Regions from separate parts of the Mus musculus genome. Here regions 1 and 2 are each linked to region 3. A link is a contact called in public Hi-C data. All regions are on one chromosome and are shown on one strand. Each heading gives the region's core, a stretch centred on a gene start, on an enhancer-like site or on the middle of the called end of the contact. The rest is flanking DNA. Distances are from core to core; before and after follow the strand shown.

The links. Hi-C and Micro-C count contacts between places; a contact is called where the count stands out from the background.
Region 1: a Hi-C map of cortical neurons shows a contact between it and region 3, with 2.4 times the contacts expected there. The contact joins two enhancer-like sites. A contact is called at or near these places in 2 of 15 datasets of contacts at CTCF or cohesin (both in embryonic stem cells), 29 of 484 Hi-C or Micro-C datasets (the AtT-20 cell line, cerebral cortex, cortical neurons and 3 more) and 2 of 115 datasets of contacts at active chromatin or transcription factors (embryonic stem cells and neural progenitor cells).
Region 2: a contact with region 3 is called in a Hi-C map of cerebral cortex, with 3 times the contacts expected there. The contact joins two enhancer-like sites. A contact is called at or near these places in 6 of 484 Hi-C or Micro-C datasets (cerebellar granule neurons, cerebellum, cerebral cortex and 3 more) and 2 of 115 datasets of contacts at active chromatin or transcription factors (SST interneurons and embryonic basal ganglia).

Annotation. Positions count from the first base shown.
Region 1 is chr16:5,666,214-5,670,445 of GRCm38.p6, reverse strand. No RefSeq gene overlaps it. Among named protein-coding and RNA genes, the nearest start is that of Gm41416, 180 kb to the right of the region's middle. Within about 2 kb of position 1,470, at least 9 of the 459 cell types and tissues checked have an H3K27ac peak or open chromatin away from gene starts, as enhancers often do. A contact at or near this core is called in cortical neurons, where this site is marked.
Region 2 is chr16:5,536,734-5,541,291 of GRCm38.p6, reverse strand. No RefSeq gene overlaps it. Among named protein-coding and RNA genes, the nearest start is that of Gm41416, 55 kb to the right of the region's middle. Within about 2 kb of position 2,266, at least 12 of the 459 cell types and tissues checked have an H3K27ac peak or open chromatin away from gene starts, as enhancers often do. A contact at or near this core is called in cerebral cortex and cortical neurons, where this site is marked.
Region 3 is chr16:5,925,191-5,929,682 of GRCm38.p6, reverse strand. Gm52234 (a long non-coding RNA gene) reads left to right here. Exons shown (of 3, transcript XR_003951860.1): 3 at 1-354. It also overlaps a transcript of Rbfox1 not described here. Among named protein-coding and RNA genes, the nearest start is that of Gm52234, 19 kb to the left of the region's middle. Within about 2 kb of position 2,467, at least 31 of the 459 cell types and tissues checked have an H3K27ac peak or open chromatin away from gene starts, as enhancers often do. A contact at or near this core is called in cerebral cortex and cortical neurons, where this site is marked.

The DNA.
Region 1 (4,232 bases), core at 221-2,720, 260 kb after region 3:
ACAGGCAGAGCCCTGAAGCTACTAGATAGCCTAGCCAATGGTGATCCCCAGGTTCAGTGAGTGATCCTGTCTCAAAAAGTCAGATGGAGGATGGCTGAGGAGACACTGATGTCAATCACTGGCCCTCAGCAGCATACCATAAACCCACATCATGTACACACACACACACACACACACACACACACACATACACACACATACATAATCATGTACACATACACACATAAACACTAACACCAACACACATACACACACATACATAATCATGTACACACACACACATACACACTAACAGCAACACACATACACAGTGAATGAAGGAACTAATGAATCAGTGAGAGACACAATCAGTGCTTGACAGTGGTGGCCAAGGGCATCTCCTACTTAATCGCTGAATACAGATTGAGTTATGCTGAGGCCATTGCGCAGTGGTACAGTGTTAGCCTAGCTCGCAGGAGGCCTGAGTTCTACCCCAAGTGTATACGGTTTTTTTAAAAAGAGAAAGGAGTGAGATCCAGAAGTTGGTAATGAAGCCCTGAGCTTGAGGTTCAGATCAAAACCCAAGAGTCTGTGTACATCCTGATGCCACTGTGTGACATTTCAGGGAAAGCCCATAACCTGGGTGGAAGAGGGTTATGTGGGTGGCCTTGAGTGTCCCACAATAGTAAGATACAGGGAGGCATGCTCTCAAAGGCAGAAGCATCAGGGATCCAGTGAACCAGAACAAAGGAATCACACTGTGGGCAAATAGCATTTGTGTTTACAGACACCCTCAGGATCGCATGGACTATCCTAGAATACCGCAGGTAAATTTGAATATTCTAAGGTAAACCTTAACATCTTACATAAGGATGTCAGATGAGGGTAACCATGCAGATGCTGCCAAAGATAGGTATGAAAGAGAAAGAGAGGAAAGAACCCCTTCAACACAGCCCACGCTGCTCCTATCCCCATTCCGTGTAGGTAGAGGTGGGGCCCTGTAGGCAAAAGGAGTTTGCTGAGTGCTGGGGCTTCATTCACAGTGAGCTGTGGCTGACGACTTCTGCCATTGCAACCCACTGCTCACATGTACCCTGCTAGCTCTTCCCTGCTGGATGTGCAGAACATCCAAGCGGAGTCAAGGTTAAAGTTCCCTGAAGAGTTAGCAGCACTTTTCCCAACATGGAGCATGAAGATGCGCTAGGCAGTGGTGTGTCCCTAACCTTCCTCCACCATGTCCCCAAAGCAAAGGCTCTGAGTGAGACAAGATGTCCGATTTCCCATTCCCTGTTGCCCGTGACACCCGACACCTTGGAGCTGCTTCTTCTCCTTTCTGTATTAGTGATGAGCATCAGCACCACCATACTCAGAAGCTTTCCTATCCTGGATCTTAATTTTGAACATTTTCAGTTTCCATGGAGATATTACATTCTTGCATTCGACGAGTGTCACTGTACAACAACGTGAAACAAAAAAAAACCTCCACAGAAATGGCTCACTCTGGACCTCACCAAGCAACACCTCCATCAGCAGATGGGACCACTGTGCCATGCTCCAGGGTTAATTGCTAAGGCTAAGTTGTATTCTTTCTTTCCCAATCTAAAAGACACTTTGCATGCCCAACCTGTGGGCCCAGCACACATTCACAAGAGCATCTCTGGGCCTTGCTATTTCAATTACTGGACTGCTGTGATAATAGAGTCAGGAGGTAACTATGGCAACATTATTCCAAGGATAAATACCACAATATAGCCTTCAACTCCCCCACACACAAAGAAAATGAAGAATTGAGAACATGTAAGACTAATAGCATCACTTGTTAAGAAGCCAGTGAACAGCAGGGTTCAGGAATCTGTAATGAGTGAACCTTTCCCTGGCTCAGCCTCCCGCTACCCCGAACCACTACACAGCAGGCACACGTAGGCAGGCAGTGTCTGGACTCAGGAATGCTGAATTCGGGCCCCAACAGACACATAAAGCTGGGTGTCAGGAAGTTCAGGAGATATTTTCCCAGGAGGTCAGTGCTGTGGGCAGGTCTGAGGGCTAAGCAGCCACAGAAGGATCAGTTGTCGTGACTCTATACCAGAGGATAGAGAGACCCAGCGTTATGAGACCAGGCTATCTGGAGATAGAGCACCTTCACTCCATAGCTGGCAAGGTTTCCTTGGTGTTGACATTTCTCAGCTTAGGGGAAAGAGTTTGGGGAGGTACGGGTATGACTAACATAGTGGCCAAAATATAGACCTGGAAGACAGACAGGCAAGTTACAAGTTCTACTGCTCTATGACCTCCAGAAAGGCCCCTGGCCTCTCTGAACCTCTGTTGTTACCATGTTAAGATAACATGGTATATATAGGTGGAATGTTCATTGTCCCTCACAGTGCCTGTGCCTGGCAGGGACTAAACACCTCGAGTCTTAGCCATGTGGGTGAGAAGAGACCAGTGTGGCTGCCTGAAAGGCTGGCCCATGTGCCATGCTGAATCCTGGCAAGACTCATCACCGGACTTCACGGGGTTTCCGTGATTCACAGACTAAGGTAGACGCTTCTTGGTGGCAATAAGTAATGGAGAACAAATTGAGAAAATTAGTTATCAATTAGTCATCCGATGGTTGGGAAGGCAGGCAGCAGGCACAAGTGGGGCCAGATTAGTTAAGCCACGATAAATTTTATTGCTCTACAAGGAATGAGTCTTTATCAATTACTTTTCAAATTTGTCTTTATTATAAAGCCTAGGACATGAGACGAGGCCTCTATCTTGAAGGAGGATTATTTAAAAAAGAAAAAGAAAAAAGCAGCCAGGAGATGTGGAAGCTAAGACAAACTTCACAGCAAAGATGTTCTCTGGTGAGGCCATTTCTGAGTGAGCAGGGTAGCAAGGGTTAGTGTTTGCTCACTGCTATCTCTATAGGTTTTCTGGTTTTCTTGCTAATTGATTAGCACACCATGCTATGTCCACATGGCATTAAACATGGTCCATCCTCTGTGGGAGGTAACTGGCCTTCATGTGCTTACCTGGGATGTGTTAGAAGTAGTCTCACAGGGATGACAGGATGAAGGCTCATGGAATCTTCTAGACTTCCCATCCTGAAACTACCACCTGTGTTTGTATTTTTCTCCCATACCCCTATACATAGCACATTGATAAAGCAAGAACCTACTTAAAACTTGTCATGATTTTCCATTGCATTCGGTATGAATTCCTAGCTACCAGGGCAGTTTCTGGGGCTTTCCAAACACTAGCACCTTCCTGCTAAGGTTTTGGTTGTTCTTTACTTGTTGTGATTCTTTGAGCCAGGGTCTCATGAGCCCAGGCTGGCCTTGAACTCACTATGTATCTCAGACCAACCTTGAAGTCCTACTTTTCCTAGCTCTACCTCCCAAATGCTAGATGAATTACAGGTCTATGTCACCACCCTGACTCCTGTCTAACCCTTGATTTTATATCCTTCTACTCTCTCCTCTTCATTATGCTCTTAAGCTCTAAAATAAACATGGATGGAAGTTGATAACATAGATGCTCAGTGGAAAATGCTCTTTTCTGGTCAACAAACTCTTTCAAGTCACAGGCTGTCAGGAGAAGCCACTAATTTAAATCTACATGATACCCACATCAGACAAGTTAATATGAGCATCATGGCTAAACTATTTCTTGTCCCTAATGTTAAATTAGTGTTGGCTCTTAGTATCAGAGAGTAGGTGGTGTCTTAGTTGATGGTATGGTGGTCAGTTTTAATTGTCAACTTGATACAACCAAGACTCATCTTGGAAAAGAATCTCAATGAGGGACTGTTTACATTGGTTTGATATATGGGCATGTCTATGGTAAACTGTCTTAGTTCACTGATATGGAAAGACATAGCACACTTTGAGTGGCACCATTTCCTATGCAGAGGGGCCCTAAACTGTAGAGAAGTAGAGAAATTCAGCTGAGCACTAGCAAGTATGCGCTCATTTGTCTCTGCCCTTGACTGTGGATGTGATGGGACTATAAGTTTCAGGATCCTGCTACCTTCACTTTCCCACATGAAGGCCTGCAACCTGGGATCCCTAAGTTTCTTTGGGTCAGGATATTCTATCACAGCAAAAGAAATGAAATTAGAACGGATGACTTCAGCATCTAAGTGAGGAAAGGAAGGATTTGTCCAACACTGAGAGACGGGTCAGATCCCCTTGCAATGGTCTAGCCTGACACTCCAGATCATTAGAAGAATTGACAAGCCTAATCAAGTCCTCACTTGTCTGTCAGAGCCA
Region 2 (4,558 bases), core at 1,017-3,516, 390 kb after region 3:
TGGCATCAACTTACCACCTGTCAAATGAACAGGAGCTACCAAGAATGGGACAAGCTCACGAGACTGAGAGTACCCAGCTTATGCACATACCCTGATGACACGAAAGCCATCCACGCTCACTCCAGCCTTCCGGCAAACTAAGCCTGTGGGCATATAGGTGCTGGCTCCCAGGGTTAACAGGGAGAAAGGAGGAAAGAGAACAGATAAAACTCCACCCTCCCCATGGTGAGGAGAGACAATGAGCTATCATCCAAGTGAAGCCTGGGTATGTCTCACATTGCTATGTAAGAAACTCGACAGAGACCCCACCTGGACAACAGTAGAGCTAGCCCTGGAGGTGTAGGTGTGGATGAGCCTGCCCGAAGGGCAGGAGAGCAGGAGAGCTGACCCTGCCTGTTGCTGATGGCAGCAGTGCGTGTCCTAGCCAGAGCAGTGCTGGAGAGCTCACCCTGGTGGTGGGGGTAAAGGAAAGCTAGCACACTGACCAGCTACCACCCAGACCCAGATCCGGGGCTCTGAAATGACCCACGCCAAAATCTATATCATCTGTAAATGGTTGGGATATGTGAAAGGGCCGGTCCTGCTCTTCCAAAGCTGCAAGATCTCCATGACACTGGGCAACAACAGGATAACCAGGAGGACTCCCAGTGAGGACCCAATGTTGATGGTGTCACAGCAGCCAGAGATCTCGAACCAGACTAATGACTCATTGCGATGAACATTCATTCACAAGTGAAGATGTGTGGACAAAGGGACATACTGTAGGACACACTGTGACACATGACAGCCTCCATGAGATGTTTTCTATGCTTTGTTTTTATTGTGGCTGCTGGTGGTGGTGTGTGCATGTATGTGTGTATTTATTTGAGGGGCAGTTTGCAAGGATAAAGGGTGGATATGAGGGTACAGGGAGATTAGTGGGACTGGGGTACATGATGTGAAAAAAGCTGGGAGGGAGGGAGGGAGGGAAGGGAAGGGAAGGGAAGGGAAGGGAAGGGAAGGGAAGGGAAGGGAAGGGAAGGAGGGAGGGAGGGAGGGAGGGAGGGAAGGAAGGAAGGAAGGAAGGAAGGAAGGAAGGAAGGAAGGAAGGAAGGAAGGAAGGAAAGAAGCAAGCAAGCAAGCAAGCAGAGGTAGGGAGAAGGCTGTAGGGTGTGCTTGGGATTGGGAGAGAGTAGTTGAGAACGCTTTATGGAGATGTGGGAATCAGACAGCAGCCCAGCGAGATGTGAAGATGCTCAGGCAGTGAAGAAGTGCTTCCCGCACTGAGAAATGGACTTGACCTCCAGAGTCACGTAAAAAATCTGGATGTGGTGGCGCTTGCTTGACCCAATCCCAGGGCCACGAGAGACAAGCAGATCTCTGGGACTCTCTGACTAGCTAGTTCAACCTTCTTGACAGGCTTCAGGCCAAGGAGGGACCCAGCTCCACCGAAGCAGATAGTGTCTAAGGAACAGCACCTGAGGTTTTCCTTGGCCTTCACATGCATGTGAACACATGTGCACCTGCACATACCTGAACATGAGTACACACATACATGCACACAAAGGCAGCAAGTGAGGGGAATAATCACACTGGTGTCTGCTTGCCACCCTCAATCTCTCCTGGCACAGTGCCACACACAAAACAGCTGAAGAAGCAACCAGGTTAGCCATCTTGAGAAACAGCATTCTTGACCAAAAGAACAGCATGTGCCAGGGTCCTGAGGCTGAAGGTTGTGAGAAATAATTGAATTGCAAAGCAGCCGATCCTCAGGACTGACTGGTGCTGAGAACTTAAGTGCAGGATCCCGGGGTGGGGGTCACTCTAAGCCTGCAGGACCCCAGGGTAGGGGTCACTCTAAGCCTGCAGGATCCTGGGGGGGTCACTCTAAACCTGCAAGATCCCGGGGTAAGGCTCACTTTAAACTGCAGGATCCCGGGGTGGGGATCACTCTAAGCCTGCAGGATCCAGGGGGTGGGGCTCACTCTAAGCCTGCAGGATCCAGGAGGTGAGGCTCACTCTAAGCTACACTGCCAACATGTGGTGGTGGCCAGTACTCTAGATCATTCTGTCCTCTGTGTCCCCCATGTGAAATCCTGGAATCCAACTTCCCCTCTGCCCCTGAGGGCTGACTTCCCTCCCTAGCGTGAAGGGGTGGTGGGGGCTGTCACTCATTCGCATCTGCCTGCCATTCTAAATGACAGAGAATGGGAGTTGCTCACTGCATTTGCTGGTAATGGGGTAGACTCACAGCATATCAGATGCTCACAATGAAAACACATTTCCCTGTCTGGAAAGCAAGCTCACGCCTACAGACCCTGGCACTGAACATGACTTCAATGGGCGCTGTGTCAGGAATAGGAGCCTGGGAGCTCCTACCATTTCATGCTCACCTCAGAGCCGGCTCCCTCCCACCCTGTCGGTCAGTCTATTCCTTAGAAAACTCATTCTGAGCACTGTGGGCTCCCTCCCGTGCAGGGCATGCTTGCTCCCTTCTCCCTGCTCGGCTCTTGATTAAAGGCCTGGTGTGATATTTGTAGTTACCAAACATCAATATTTGGCCTGGATTTGTGAGATTGAAATGCAGAGAGGAAGAAGTCTGCCTGTGTCTGAAAGGGGGAAGTTCTGATCGGACAGACCGAACTCCTGATTAGGGGCACTGAGGGCAAAACGGGGCCCTGTGGGCTCTGTGTAGCTGGTAGCAGAGCTCAGAACCCTGCATTTCATCAAGAAAGCAGCTTCTGCCAGAGGGGAGGAGACAGGGAGAGCCCCGGCCAGGCTGAATGAGCCTGTAGCCACTTTCTTTAAGGGGCTCAGATGAGAGTAGAGTTGTTGATAACAGTAAAGGTAATGGTTGGTAAGAAGATGTAGACTCCCGGGGCCTTGCTCCTCAGACAGCTCAGATGTGTTAGATTACATTGGTAAGTGATGCCTCATTTAACAAGGGAGTTAACTCTCCCAGTGCCCTTTCCTAAGACTCTACCTTACCAACTCATCCTCATAGCAGTCTTCCTCACCAGCTGCTTTACTGAGGAGAATATGCACTGAGAGGCCTAGTCGCTGGCGCAAGCTCACACAGCCAGAAAGCTGCAGAGCTGGGAGTCTGCTCTGGGAACGTTCTGGTTCCCAGAACAGCAATCCTCTTCCTCTTTATCCTAGGGTTATCGCAGAATGCTCATCTCTCTGGAAGAGCCTGACTCACAAATCCCAAGGTGCACTGTGCATAGGTAAGACTCCCTCAGTCCTGAAACAAAGATCTCATTCATTGAAGTCCTTTAAAACAATGCATCTTCCCTGCGAGTCTAGCAGCAGTAACCACCCTAGCCACTAGAAGGCGCTATAATGACTCTAAATGTCCCACGCCTTATGTCTTGAACATTTGGTCCCCAGCCGGCAGTGGTGCAGTTCTGGAAGCTTGTAGAACATAGAGGAGGTGGAGCCTTACTGGAGAAAGTTAAGTCCTTAGAAGAGGGAGAAACTTAAGGGTTTTTTTGTTTGTTTGTTTGGCTTTTTATTTTAAGTCCTGCCCCATTTGCTGTTCTTTCCCTGTGAACCATGTGACCAGCTGCTTCTCAAGTCTTGGCTGCCAGGATAGATGTATCCCTTGAACTTTGAGCCAGAATAAACCCTCCCCAGCTCAGACTGCTTCTCAGCAGGTATTTTGCCTCCTGCAGTAGGAGGAGTTACGTGTGGAAAGCCTCCTCCCCCCCCACCCCACCCCCATAGCATTGTTTCAGGAAGTCAGCCGCAGTTTCTGGCTACTCTCTGCTTCCTGTCTGCTACAGATCTTTCCTGCCTTAGGGCGAACCCAGCCATGACGGAAACCCTCTGAAACAATGAGCCAATGTTTGGCTCCCAGACATTCTTTTTTGTCAGATTGCTCACTTGGTCACAGCCCTACAAAAGCATGAGTAGATCACTAGAGGGCGTAATCCAATTCTGCCACTAAGTGTCACTCAGCAGTTAACAGAGGCTAGTGATGCCTGTGGGAAGAAGTCCCCTATGGAAGATAAGGGCAAATCCCACAGCGTGAAAGGGCTCATTTGCATGAAGATCCCGAACGACTCAGTCTCTTTAGCATCAGCACCGGAAAGAGAGGTGATTGCTGGGGTTACAGTAGGAAGACTGGGGATGGGGCAGGGGATGGGGCAGGGCTTCTGTGGAATTGCTAATCAATAGGATTGATTGTTTACACCAGTAGCAAGCATTTACTGAGTGATAATTCTTACCTACACTGTCAGAGAAAGACTGCTTTACAGTCTAACACTGCTAGTCGTGAAAACCTATCAATCTGAACATGTCTCCACTGGGCATAGACATCCTCAGAGGTTCAGGGGGATGGCTAAATGGGTTTACCCTTTTATCAGGCAGAGGTAAGACAGCAACTGCAAGGATGGTCACCAGGACAGCAGACTGGAGCCCCTCCCCCCACGAGCCTGGCTTGCTTTAATCAGAACAGTGTGCACAAAATCATGTGTGGCATTTGAAGGGGCAGATTTGATGCTGCCGGGTCTCCGCGCCTCGAGTATCTGCTTTGTCCTTCTGTTCCTAATGCTTTTATCTCGTGCGTGCAGCAGTG
Region 3 (4,492 bases), core at 1,218-3,717:
ATACATGTATTGGCTGGGATTCTTTTTTTAAGTCCTCAATTCCAAGTGCTGGTAAGAAGTTCAACTTTTGACCCTTATGTCATATCTTCCTGAAAAATGATTATTTTTTTCTGATGGATTTAGGATATGAAAGAAACCAGGAATAGAATCTTCAGTCAAACTCTTTCCAGGAATGAGGGCACCTCCTTCAACCACAGACTTGTTCCTGAGTTTAGCAATGCAAAGTTCATTTGACATAATTAGTCAAACATTGCTTTTTAATATTTTATGTTACTTTTTTAAGATTTATTTTTTTAAAGTGTGTGTGTGTGTGTGTGTGTGTGTGTGTGTGTGTGTGTGTGTGTGTGTGTGTGTGTGTGTATACTTGTTCCTGCAGAGGCCAGAAGAGGGACTTCCTGGAACTGGAGTTACAGACGGATTGGAGTGCCAAGAACCCTTTAGACGTGCAATGCCTGCAATTAACCACTAAGCCATCATTCTAACCCTAAAAACTTGCTATTTTTTTTAATAAAAAGTGGTTTAAAAAATTAATAAAAATTTGCTAAAACAGTTTGGTAGGACTAAAAACAAGCAAAATCCTTCCATTGATTGTGAGCTGTGGGAAAAAAAAAGATTGCCTTCTTAATCGTTTAATATATAATTATAACTATAGCCTCATTACTGCACAGACCTCTTCTAAAACTTCCAAAAATAACTAAGTTCCAGGGGAATTTATGTGGCCTTGAAATTCCACAGACAGAAGAGCCTGAAGGTCCATTACTGACAAAGAATGCCAAGTGATCTTGTCCCTGCCTTTTAAAAGAGAATGTGCCAGCATGCTGTGGTATGAAGATATCATTTACTTCCAGAAAGGACACCTCTCCCCTCCCTTTCCCCTCAGCCATTTTCTCCTTCCCTCTACCTCTTTCCAACCTTTCAGACCTGTGTATTGAGTGTGTAGTTTGTGCCAGACATTGTGACAGGCACAGAGAAAGCACCCAGTCCTTGCAGAGACAGACAGGGTAAAGCTAGAAGCTGGAGGTGCTGTGGCTGAGCCACCCAGAAGATGGTGCTAAATTCTAGTTACTCCCTTCAGATGCAACCTGAGAGGTAGCAGGTGCCTCGGTTAGTAACTTGACTGGACTGAGATGCACCCAGAGAGGAGCAAAGGGCAGACCTGAGTGTGGGCAGCAGGCTGAGGGCCTAGGAGCAATAAAAGGGGGAAAAGAAGGGATCAAATGCAGCCATGTGTGCTCATGTGCATAGTTAATTTTTATTACATCTATTTACGTAATTTGCGTATATGAATGGGCACATGTGCCTGTGGGATTGCTTCTCTCCTTCCACCACATGGGCTCTGGGGATGAAAGTCATATGTATAAGCTCACCTTTCTCTCTCCTTTCTCCCAGGCCATGCCATCCCTTCCCAACAGGTTTACAGCCTCTGAATGCAGCATAAATCCTCCCTCTCTTAATTTGTGTCTGCCCAATGTTTTGTCACTGGCAGGAAATGCTGAGTCATGCAAAGGGGAAGACAGAGAAAACTGCTTCCGACCCATACAGAGCAGCATCTCCTCCTTGCATTACTGACAGAAGAAGTAACTGCAAGACAGTCTGATGGAAGGAAGGCCATAAAGAGCAACAGGGATGAAAGAGAGAAGAAACCCCAAAATACCTAGGGACAGTCTCCAGTTTCCGTCCCAAAGGAACTCACAGAAAGGCTAGTTTGGGGGATCTCACTGGTGCCCACCATCCTCACCCTCCCCAAGGTGAAACAGTCACATTGACTCTTGTGCCAAATGGCTGCAATGCCTGCTTTATGTTTCTGGCAGGCTTGGACGACTAACTGTTTCATGCCAGTGCTCTACCCCTAGTCCAGACAGTCTAGACAATGAGCTCTCATTTTTGAAAGTTTTTTCTTCCTATATAAGAATCAAATCCTTCCTGCAGTGGCAGTCACAGACATGGTCTTCAGCTCTATCCTTTAATACAACCCCAGCTATGAGGAAGGGCTTCCCCAGGGACACAGAGACTGTAGCTTTAGGCAAAAAGAAAAACCTCCATCTCACAAAACACAAAATCTCTCCCAACATATTCTGTCAAAAAAGCTCTGATATTGTGTCTAATATTAAGCCTTGTAAAATCCGCATCACAGACTCCTACAAGCACCACTGCTGGTTTATTTTCAATGAAACCTCAGATTCTTATCCAGGTGCCTGCTTCAATTTTCAGGTGTTTACGCACACACACACCCACACCCACACCCACACACACACACACACACACACACACCCTGCTCCCCAGCACACTCTTGCTGCTAACAAAATGAAACTGTATCAGACACCATTGTCTTTGAAAATTAAGAAAAACAAGTGATTGGCTATAGAGAGCAGAGGCTGGAACAGAAGGCAGAATGAAAGCCAGCTTAGCCTGTCTGCATCCACTGTAGGCCCTCTGCTGTGTGGGCACAGAAGAGAGAAGGAGTCCTGCTTTACTGTTTCCTTCAGAGAGTCTGGAAGCGCCTCACAGTGCACAGCATGGGTGATACATTCCATTCTATAGCACAATGGAGAAGCCATGGAGACAGGCTTTCCTTTCCAGTTCCCACAACCCTCAGACCACTTGGAAAGTAGAGACTGAATCTCAAAGGTGGAATGCTGATCACTGGGGTGGGCACTACTCTTTCTTTCTCTCTTCCCTCCAACTCCTCCCTGAAAGCTCAGGCCAGTGGTCCATCTTAGGATGCACTCAGAATGATAAGCCCAAGGTCAAGGCCAGCCAGTGCAGTGAGAATCAATTACTTTCCCCAGCCTATAAATCAGAGCTCCCACCTCCACCTCTCAGAGGATGGCAGAGGGTGTGGAGGGCAAGAGAAGCATCCAGGCAACACCAGGTCAAAGCCAAGGCCAGGCATGATGACCTACAGTCACTTCCATCCAAACATGCATCTGTTTCCAGACAAGAACCTGCTCCTGGAAGAGCCACAGTAGGACATGATGCATTCCTGCAGTAAGGGAATCATGGGTTCTATTTACAATTCTGGAGCAATCTACTAAAATGGCATCAGACTCCCAACTGTGCTCCAACAGTACCAGACAACAACGTTGAGAGGCATCTTCCCAGAATTCTTCATTTCCAGCAGTGTGTAGCTTTATAGTTAGAGTTGGACATATGCTGCGTTTCCCCCCCCCCTCCTGGACACATTGGCCAATGCTCCGAATTCTTAGATATCAAAATGGGGGATGATAAACAAAGTAAAGGAGAGGAATGGTTTGGGGTGTACAATAGGTAAAACATTAGCAGATGAGAGACCAGAAGGTTGTGTAACCACAAAGTAAGCTGTGCTAGAAAAGGTCTGTTTTGAGTCCAAAAAAGAAATTTCGCACCCAATGGATCTTACTTAGTGAGGGAGGTACATAGAAGTTAGGCAAGCTAAGGCTGCAAAGACCTCATAAAGAGAAGGAATCGACACTCAGCTGGAGTCCTCCCAAGAAGGAAGGAGATATCTCCTCAACTGGGGAGGTGAGGACACTCCAGGCTCCTGGTTGCCCTGGTGACCAGAACACTCTTCACATGATAATGGCTTAGAAATGAACACAATCACTTGGACATGAAATAAACAGTGAACTTTGGAGTGAAAGACGGCCGGCCATGAGAGCTCCACACAGGAAGAGTTGAGGATGTGGAGTCTGGGTGGAAGTCATTAGGCATCATGGTATGGACAGTGTTGAGTACTGGGAGAAGTATTATGAGCCTGACAGGTAAGGGACAGGCTAATGATAGCTAATGCCTTTGACAAGTAATATGTCTGCCATTTCTCTTTCTGGCATGCTGTAGCCTACAAAGTCTAAATTAAGTGTTAATGAGCCCATATTGATCTCCCTGATCCCTTCTGCCTTCAGCATGAGGAAGGCAGGCTGACTGGGGAGACTCAGTTGGGATTCAGTCTTTGGATGTGGGCATCTCCCTGGGTGATCATGGCCACTCTGCCTTCCCTCCTGCTGTCCACACCAGACCAAGTTCATGGAGGCAACCTCAAAGACTCTGCTGTTCAGTGCTCAGTGAACTGCCTGGGACATAGCACCCAGATAGTTCAACGCTCATCTTGATGATTGTAGTGAAAGCAGCATTTCATGGATGTGATCAACACCTATGAACTCTTGACATAAGCAAACAACCTTCAGGAATGGGGAGGAGCCTGGTCTTCTGAGCTGAAAGCCTTTACAGCAAAGATGGATTTCCTGGAGATAAAGGAAAGTTGTCCTCATATGATATCAGAGAAATTCCACCAGCTTCCTGCCAGCTGGCTTTCTATAATCCACTTCCAGACTTGCCAGACCTCAGAATCACAGGAGACAGTTCCTAAAAATAAATCTTCCCAGAGATTGATAAAGAAATAAGTGTCTTTGGATATGGATATACACATATATACATATGGCTGGGGTATAGTGTCTTATAATATGAAATATCTATTTGGTCTTTGTTCTAACTTCTTGCCACATAACTGTCTAAA